2 separate regions of the Triticum aestivum genome follow, and region 1 is linked to region 2. A link is a contact called in public Hi-C data. All regions are on one chromosome and are shown on one strand. The core of a region is the stretch at or near the end of the contact, and the rest is flanking DNA. Distances in the headings are between cores, read along the strand shown. Region 1 holds the start of LOC123111240 (cytochrome c-type biogenesis ccda-like chloroplastic protein 1). Region 2 holds the start of LOC123111237.

Evidence for each region. Hi-C and Micro-C count contacts between places; a contact is called where the count stands out from the background.
Region 1: a Hi-C map of leaf shows a contact between it and region 2, with 2.5 times the contacts expected there. The contact joins the promoter of LOC123111240 here to the promoter of LOC123111237 in region 2. A contact is called at or near these places in 3 of 5 Hi-C or Micro-C datasets (all in leaf).

The regions. Positions count from the first base shown.
Region 1 is chr5B:255,024,086-255,028,465 of IWGSC CS RefSeq v2.1, reverse strand. LOC123111240 (cytochrome c-type biogenesis ccda-like chloroplastic protein 1) reads right to left here and starts at 1,372. Exons shown (of 12, transcript XM_044531992.1): 1 at 1,136-1,372; 2 at 979-1,041; 3 at 816-871; 4 at 333-460; 5 at 140-225; 6 at 15-46. The coding sequence starts at 1,235.
Region 2 is chr5B:254,705,077-254,709,132 of IWGSC CS RefSeq v2.1, reverse strand. LOC123111237 reads left to right here and starts at 2,031. Exons shown (of 3, transcript XM_044531982.1): 1 at 2,031-2,398. The coding sequence starts at 2,337.

The DNA.
Region 1 (4,380 bases), core at 123-2,622, 320 kb before region 2:
TTATCTTAAATTACCTCAGCTCGATCTTTTCCAGAGCCAAAAGCACCTGGAAGATTTTAAAAGATGTAATATATCGATGTCATTAGTGCTAACCAATTCTGGGTCAAAGAGATCATTTCAGAAAAGCCACTATACTTGCCTATATATCCTAGAGTCAATGGCAGAACACTGAGTGTACAGGGAGACAAACTAGTTACAAGTCCAGCACCAAAAATTACTGCCAAGCTGGAGAATAGAGAAAAAGGTCAGAAAGAAAAGAGGTATGGGTAGGAAGCAGAAAATTAAAGGATGCTGTGTCTACAGAAAATTAACTGCAGAGAAAGAAAGCTGACCTGGTGAAACTAAGAGCAGACAACTGATCCAGAACAGCCTCATTAGCTTGCTGCCCAGCTGAAAATAATAAACCTCCAAACCAATCTCCGATGCCTAAGTCAGCCAAGAGAAGTCCCGATGATCCTAGCTGAACAACAAGAAATGGTTTGGGGGGATCACTCCACGTAAAGAAGGATTTTACCTTTTAGGTTTGCCAAGGGATGCAACAAGCAAGAAACAAGAAACACAGATATAGGCATATAGCCTAGATAGTTTGGAAGCACTTTGCAATAGCGTACTGATTGATTTTGATGCATGGTGTGCTGATTGCAGCTGATGGAATTGGCTACGTGTTATACTACTAATCCAAATATCTTTGAAGATATTTATAGTCAAAGTTCGATTTAGCTAATGCCTAGAACTAACAGCTTCTATAGAACAGGAGGAAGCATCTAGGAACGATAAGAACAAAACAGATTTGAAGGCCCTCCATGTTGTCTCACCAGAGAATCTCCGAGGTCGGCAGCATTCGCAGCCCCAGCAGCAACCAGACTCCCCACTGAACGCAGAATTAAACAGCAGTGTTCTCAGAGCCATTTCATTGAAAACGTTGCCAGCAAGAGATATGAAAAAGAAGTAAACAAAAGGTGAGCTTCGAGTTAGTACCGGCCACAGATGACAGCACGATCAGGCGCGGGCGGAGGAGCGACCGCCTGGCTCTACGATTCTCTGCGAATGTTTTTCTCACGGGATTATTTATACGTAAAAACAGCAGATTGGGTGCTAATGGAAGCACGAACACGCGGTTAGCGCGGAGACACACCTGTAGCAGGTGAGGAGGATGGGGTCGAATTAGCAGCTCGTGCTGGGAGGTGCGGGCGGCGGGAGACCACGGGACGGGTGCTCATGGCGACGGAGAGCATGGCGGGAGGGCGGAGGTTGTCGAGCACAGGAGAGTGGAGAAGTGTTTTTCGGCTGCGTCGCCTGAGAATAAAGTGAGCGTGTGGACAAGAGAAGAGATAGAGCGTGTTGCGTGTCTGGTTCACGCTCTCGACTAGTGGGTCGTGGCTGGTGGAAAAACATTTCTCATGAATACGCTCAATATACATGATTTTTTTGAAATGTTTCCAAAATTAAAACAGACCCGTAAATGATGAACATAACGAAACATCGCCTGTGTAGAAGTTTTAATAGGGGATCTGTAGAGGTCAATTTATGATTTTATTTAGTCCCTCGCATCGGGTAAAAAAAAAGGTTTCCATGTTTCGTACGATGCTGAAGCAAAAAAATATTGACACAACTTTCTATGGGTTAGTTTTTGTAAATTATATAAAAATGATTAAATGTCTATTTGACTCTATACACGGCTATGTCTATTCTGGTACCATGGTAATTGTTATGACAACCACCGCTACGCCAGGTCAAGATTATATACATCATTCATCAGTCTAGCTTAGGCAGGGTCCATCAATGCAGTTTACTCAGCCAAAACTAATTCGTTGTGGCGCCTTTGAAAATCAAATCGTGGTCAAACCATCACTTTTTTTTTGAAATGACTTTTCAAAAATCTCTTATCTCATCATGACATCACTTAGACATAGTTTTTGAAATGACATTTTAAAAGCCCTTATCTCACTTTGGCATTTTAAAAGCCATTATCTACCACTCCTGCATAATTTGATAGTTTTTCTCCCGTTGCAACACACGGACATATTTGCTAGTAATAATAAAGCAAATTAGGTTTCTTTCGTCCGTCATGGCATTTTACACAAAAATCCCTATGTTTTGTTAAATAAACCCGCAGTCCGGATTTAAGTCACACCCGAACCGTTATTTTACATTTTTTGAAACCCCCCTGATGTTTTAGGTAATTCATCCGCGGATCATATTTAAGTCAAACAATGTTTTTTTAAATTATTCATATCTTTTAAACCGTAACTCTGATTTGAACATGTTATATATGAAATTTGATTAAAAAAATATGTAGAATATGAATATGAGATTATTTTCACCTGTTAAGTATTTTTAAATATTATTTTGGAATATATTTAAGTCAAATAAATGATTTTCTAAATTATCCGTATCTTTTAAATCGTAAATTCGATTTTAACATATTATATATGAAATTTTATTAGAAAAATATGTGGAATCTAAATATGATGTTAATTTTACCTTTTAAATATTTTTAAAATATCATTTTAGGAGCAAACTTATAATTTATAGCGTAAGATCCGTTTTCCTTTCGTACCGGCGGCAACCCGATTGCAAATAAACACCCCACTATAACAATATAGGGAAAAGAAAACATCGATAACTACACATGCATACCTCTGAGAAATGTCGCAGGGGAAAACAACATATTTCTGATCGCGAGAGTGAGAGAAAGCGAGAGAGAGAGAGGGGGAGGGAGAGGGAGAGAGAGACGCCTTAGGATTAAACATATTCAAACACGTTTTTTTTGTTTTGTGTGAACACCGAGGTCATCGCCGGCGAGTGTGAGAAGGAGGATAAGCGGCAACACAAATATGATGCCTCGCAAAAATAAAGGAGATGGACCTATTGTGGTCTTGGGTGATGGTTGTTGGGTTAATAGTGTGTGTTATGTTTTCTCTCTCGTTGCAACGCACGAGCTCTTTTGCTAGTAATCATAGAAGGAACAACAGGATAGAGAGTTACAACATTCTACACACACAAACCGGGCGTACGAAACATCACATAAACAGAAGACGACAATATTTAGAAAACAAGGCTTTGGTTAAGGCCTGGGTAAAGGCATTAATCCCGGTTCACTAACGAACCGGGACCAAAGGGGGCATCAGTCCCGGTTTGTGAGGCCAGGCGCCGGCCGGGCCTCGGGGCCATTGGTCCCGGTTTGAACCGGAACCAATGGGCCTCGCTCCTGACCCATCACATTTAGTCTCGGTTGGTGGTTTGAACCGGGACTAAAGGTTGTCATTTAGTCTTGATTTTAGCCGCAAACCGGGACTAAAGAGAGGCCTATATACCCCGTCCCTGCCCGAGAGCAGAGTCACTGCCCTATTTTTTTGGCTGGCCGTGGGGGAGGTTTGTGGTGCTATAGCTCACTCCTATGCACATGAGGTGTTCGATGAAATGCCCGAGCCACACTTAAGCTTTCTCCTCTCGAAGCTCCTTGTCCAATTTTCATTTTCCTCAAGATTTGTCTAGGTTTAGCGGTCCGTCCTGTCCCATCCCCGTTTGCACTGCCCTCGATCGCCCGCGCCGATCTCGTCGCCGGCACCACCGTGGTGAGCCTCTTGTTCTCATCTTCTTTCTAAAAAAATTCTTACTTGTACGATTTAGATAGATACTTGTGTAATTTTCTTACTTTTATTATTGTTTGTTATTATATAGTGCGATGGTTTTGGTATTCGCCTCCGTCGGCCCTTCGTCCTGTCTATAATTCGGATGTGGTATCTATTATCTTTTATAACTATTTGTTTCATTTAGTGTTTATGACAATTATGCCGGCCAACGTGACATAGATGTTTTTATCTAGGAGGTATGTGAACCGGAAATTCCAACCGACCCTATTGTCGAGAGGTTAAATTTACTTGAAAAAGAAAACAATTACTTGAAGAAACAATTGAAAAGAATTGAGGAGGAGGAGATGAGATTGGAGTTGCATGTTGCGGATGTCGTCGATGATCAAAAGATCAAGATGGATGCAATACGCCTGAAGATTAGAAAGATTAGAAAGTATGTCATTCATACTGAGGCTTGGTATCATTATGTCGTTGGATGAATTGTTACCTTAGTTGCGATTATGATCGCATTTGTTGTTGCATTGAAAATGTTTTACACAGTTTCAATGTATGGTTTAATTAGATGCTCTAGAGAGCTATATGCTGTTCAATAAGAACTATGTATGAACTTTTTTTTTCAGTAATAACATTTGGTCACTATTGTACTTTGGTTTTAATGTGATGATGAACTTCTATTAATTTGGTCACTTCTCTATTCATGATGTTCTGTAATGATTTTTGACACACTTAATTATATATAATGCACGCAGATAAACCGACAATGAATGTACGGTGACAGACGCAC
Region 2 (4,056 bases), core at 782-3,281:
GGCCGTGGAGAGTTTCGTCGGGCTCGATTGCCGCGACTTGATGGGTGGCCGAACACCGAGCCACCACGTGTTTCACCCACCGCTGAAGCCGCGATCGACCGGATCGCTTGCGGCGGTGGACAACGGGGAGGGAAGACACCATCAGAGCCGACTGATACTGGGTCGACGGCTGCCGGAGAAGGACATCGCGAACGCATGCGCAAAAGTGCGTCGCCCCTCGGACGGGGAGCGCCTCAATGTCAAGGGGAGCTTCTTGAAGCCACACGAAGTCGTCGGCGATGAAAACGAGCGCGCCGAGACGGATCTCGCAGCCCTCAGCCAATCTGCCGCCGGAAACCATGATGACGATGATCGGAAAAACTTGCAACTTCACCAACAAGTCGCTAAGACACCTGCCCCACGGTGGGCGCCCACTGTCGTGGTTCTAAGACTGACAGTAGAAAGGGGGGGTAGCTATGGAGAGGCAAGATCTCAGCTATGGTGAAGGTGTACACACAAGTTTTACGAGTTCAGGCCCTTCTCGGAGGAAGTACCAGCCCTACGTCTCGATGCCGGAGGCGGTCGATTGGATTATATGTGTGATGTTACGGGAGGTGCGAACCCTTGCGCCAGAGGAGGAGGATGGCTTATATAGAGTTCGCCAGGACCCTCTCCGCCCTCCATTACAAGGGACTTAATGTATATAAAGCGGGGGCGTTACTGGTAATGCCAGCCTTAAGTGATGTTAATGACCTTAAAGGCTACGGAGTGAACGCCTGCCCCTTGTAACGCTGAGTGACTCCTAGTCTTCAGGAGGTCGAGTGATTCTCTGGATGGTCGAGTGACAGTAGGTAGGAAGGCTCCCGAGTGACATGATGTCGAGTGGATTGCACTCGACATCTTCGACTGGGGGTCTCATGCTGCCTCTTGAACTGCTTGTCTTCTAGGGTAGTGATCTTGGATAGGGCGTATAGGTCAGGCCTATGACCCTACCCCAGGTTTGTATCCTCATCAGGCGAAGGTCCTTGCCTAAAGCTGTTAGGTCCATGTAGGCGTCAATCTCCCATTTAACCGATGCTTGCACTGTTCGATGACTCTCTCCATAACAACACACGTTCTATTCTTACCAAGCATGCCAACAATACCACATAAAATCATGCATGCCTCATTCGTTGAGATGACGACGCCTTCCATCACATCTATTGCTCATGAATCAAGATGTAAGTTAGTGATTTTCGGTGATGTGAGGATCTTCTACTATTCCCAAAAAAAAACTTCACGCGGGTACGCTCAAATAAAGCATGGGCCATCATTTCTCTACCCACACACTTCACAGTAGGCAATTCTTTCTAGGTGTCCATCCGAAAGCACAACACAACATGGAATAAAGTTGTGTATCACTCCACCGTAAATTCCTAACCTTTGGCATAACCGTAAGTTTGCAAAGCTTCTTGCAACACTTTTGTACCTTGTCCGTCTCCTCACGATGAAGGCCGACGGTTGTCCAAGCTTCTGGCCATTAGTGCTTGATAAATCGATCTTACCGTGAAGTTGCCAAACTTTTTTTAGGTTCCGCACACAACTACCATCACTATAATTGCGTGTAGGTATGCTGCATATAGCTTCCATATCACGGTTGTACTTGCCTATGGGTATACTGCATACAACTTCCACATCATTCGACTCGAAAACTACTCTAACCTACAAACTCTAGCCGGTAGATCAGATTCTCCATCCCACTTGACGCTAGCGAGGCCGGCGGGAAAGGAGAAACCACAAATGATTGGTGTCAAGAACCACAACTTCCGACGGCTAGGGTTTGGACCTACGTTTTGTTGGGAGTTATGATGCTCTTTTTTAAAATCTTGCTTACATACGAGAATTTTGCATTATACAATAATTTATTTTGGAGAACTAGCAATGCACACTGATCTCAAATCGTGCAAGAAGGCCAGAACAAATGTCACTCTTCCTCCCTCTTAAGAAAAAAAAGGTCACTCTTCTCTACTCTGAACTCTGAAGTACCCTAGCCGGCCCATATTTCCATGCTCGGTGGTGCTTCTATTTCCTTCCTCTTCCACCCACCTGCCATTTACGGTCGGTCCCTGCCTCGCTCCTCCCCTTCCCCTCCTCCCGCCTCCACGCCAGTCTTTATAACCCCCGCACCCGGGCAGGCGCCCCCCCTTCCCCAATCAGACGGCTCGGCGATTGGCCTCACGGCGAGCTATCTAGGTCACGAGGAATCCACTCCCGACTGCCGTTAGGCTGGCCGGCTGGCTTGTTGCCGCGGACAGCCTTGGCGAATCACGGTCCTGATAGGCGCCCCTCCTCCCGGCGATGGGGGGTCGCAATCGGCGATGGCCGACGAAGCGCCACCACGACGCCTCTTCGAACCCTCGCCCCCCGCCTCCGTATTCCGGTACGAACGGCAACTGGTTGTTCGCTATCCCCCTCTCTCCGTTTCTCATCTTTGTTTGTGCGGCCCGATTAAGATTAGGTTGCAATCTATTAGGGTTTTATTATATCGGGCCAGAACCTCGCCGATCTAGACATCTACTTCTTGATTCAGACAGTGTAGTGATCCTTATAGTGTGCTTGAAATAGATTCAGTTCGCGCCGTCCTGCGAATGACACACACAACTCATGTGGATGCTGAAGTGTGCTCCGGCCGTTTCAGGCTTTAAACCAGAGTTGCTGGTGCATTATCCCATTATCTATGTAAGGCTAGGCTTTACATTTAGTTTAAATTGTTCTAGGTTTTTACCATTGGAAAAGTTTGTGCCGGAATGCCAGAAAAATGCTAGCTTTGTTTGACTAACCCATCTATTGGGAACAGCCTCCCAGTCTCATTGGGAAGGTATCGCAGTTGCAAGGTGTAGATTATGTATCTACAACAATACAATTGGGTAGTAATGTTTTAGCTGCAGCCTGCTCCCTGAAAAATAGGTTTTGAGTCTCACCGAGGTAGTGTCAATATGACAAAATGCTGTCTTTCTGGGAGACGCGTGCATGTAAGTGATAATTGTTATAGTTGGCATGGTCTTCCGCTGATATAGAAAATTTAAAACGCCGCCATCCCCCCAATCCACGGGGAGAAAATAAATGGTGAAGCAAAATTAAAATGCCATCTTTCATATCTCAATTTTGTATTGGTTGCTTGGCCGCTTCACACCCAAACACAGATGAAAATGGCTTGGATATAGAGGGAAGGGGCAAAGATATAATGTTCATACACGCAAATTTTATAAAAACAGGTTAATTATAAGACCTCAATGTGCTCTAAAAAGCACTGGTCAAGTAATTGGACAGTGTGTTGCGCCTACTGACTAGTCATGCTAGGCAAGCAATGCAGGAGGATGGTGTCTAGCACCTAGGCGGGCGCCCTTTAGAACATTTCCCTCAAAATGGTACTCCCTCTGTAAAGAAATATAATATCGTTTAGATCACTATATTAATGATCTAAACAATCCTATATTTCTTTACAGAGGGAGTATTATTCAGTATTCACAGCAGTGCGGAAAATGAAGAAGTTAACGGTATTGAGTATTGACGCTAAACGGCTAAAGGCAGGCTTCAACTTTCTCCTCCAAGGAGCATGGAAGAAGGAATGTCTTTTGCAAACCATAATGTAGACAGTGTTGCTCGCCTGCTCAGACATGGACGCGGGTGTTGGAATCCAACTCAGATTTGGGCGTACGATTCAGCAAGGTTTTTTTAGGACATAACTAATAAACTTGGAATCCGACCTGCATTCGGAGTGTCTTATCCGGCAAAATAGTTGCTTGCCTGCTCAGACATGGACACAGGTGTTGGAATCCAACTCAGATTTGGGTGTACGATTCAGCAAGGTTTTTTTAGGACATAACTAATAAAACTTGGAATCCGACTTGCATTCGGAGTGTCTTATCCGGCAAAATAGTTTCGGGCACCGATGTTTGTTTAACACTATTTGTAGTCAGCCAACACTAACTGTAGTCAGCTGGCTGACGATGTGATAACAAAAAAGAAAACAAAGAGGTATAGCGTCTTTGTCAGATGTGGGACCATTAAATTTTAACTTGCTCCTTGCAATGGTAG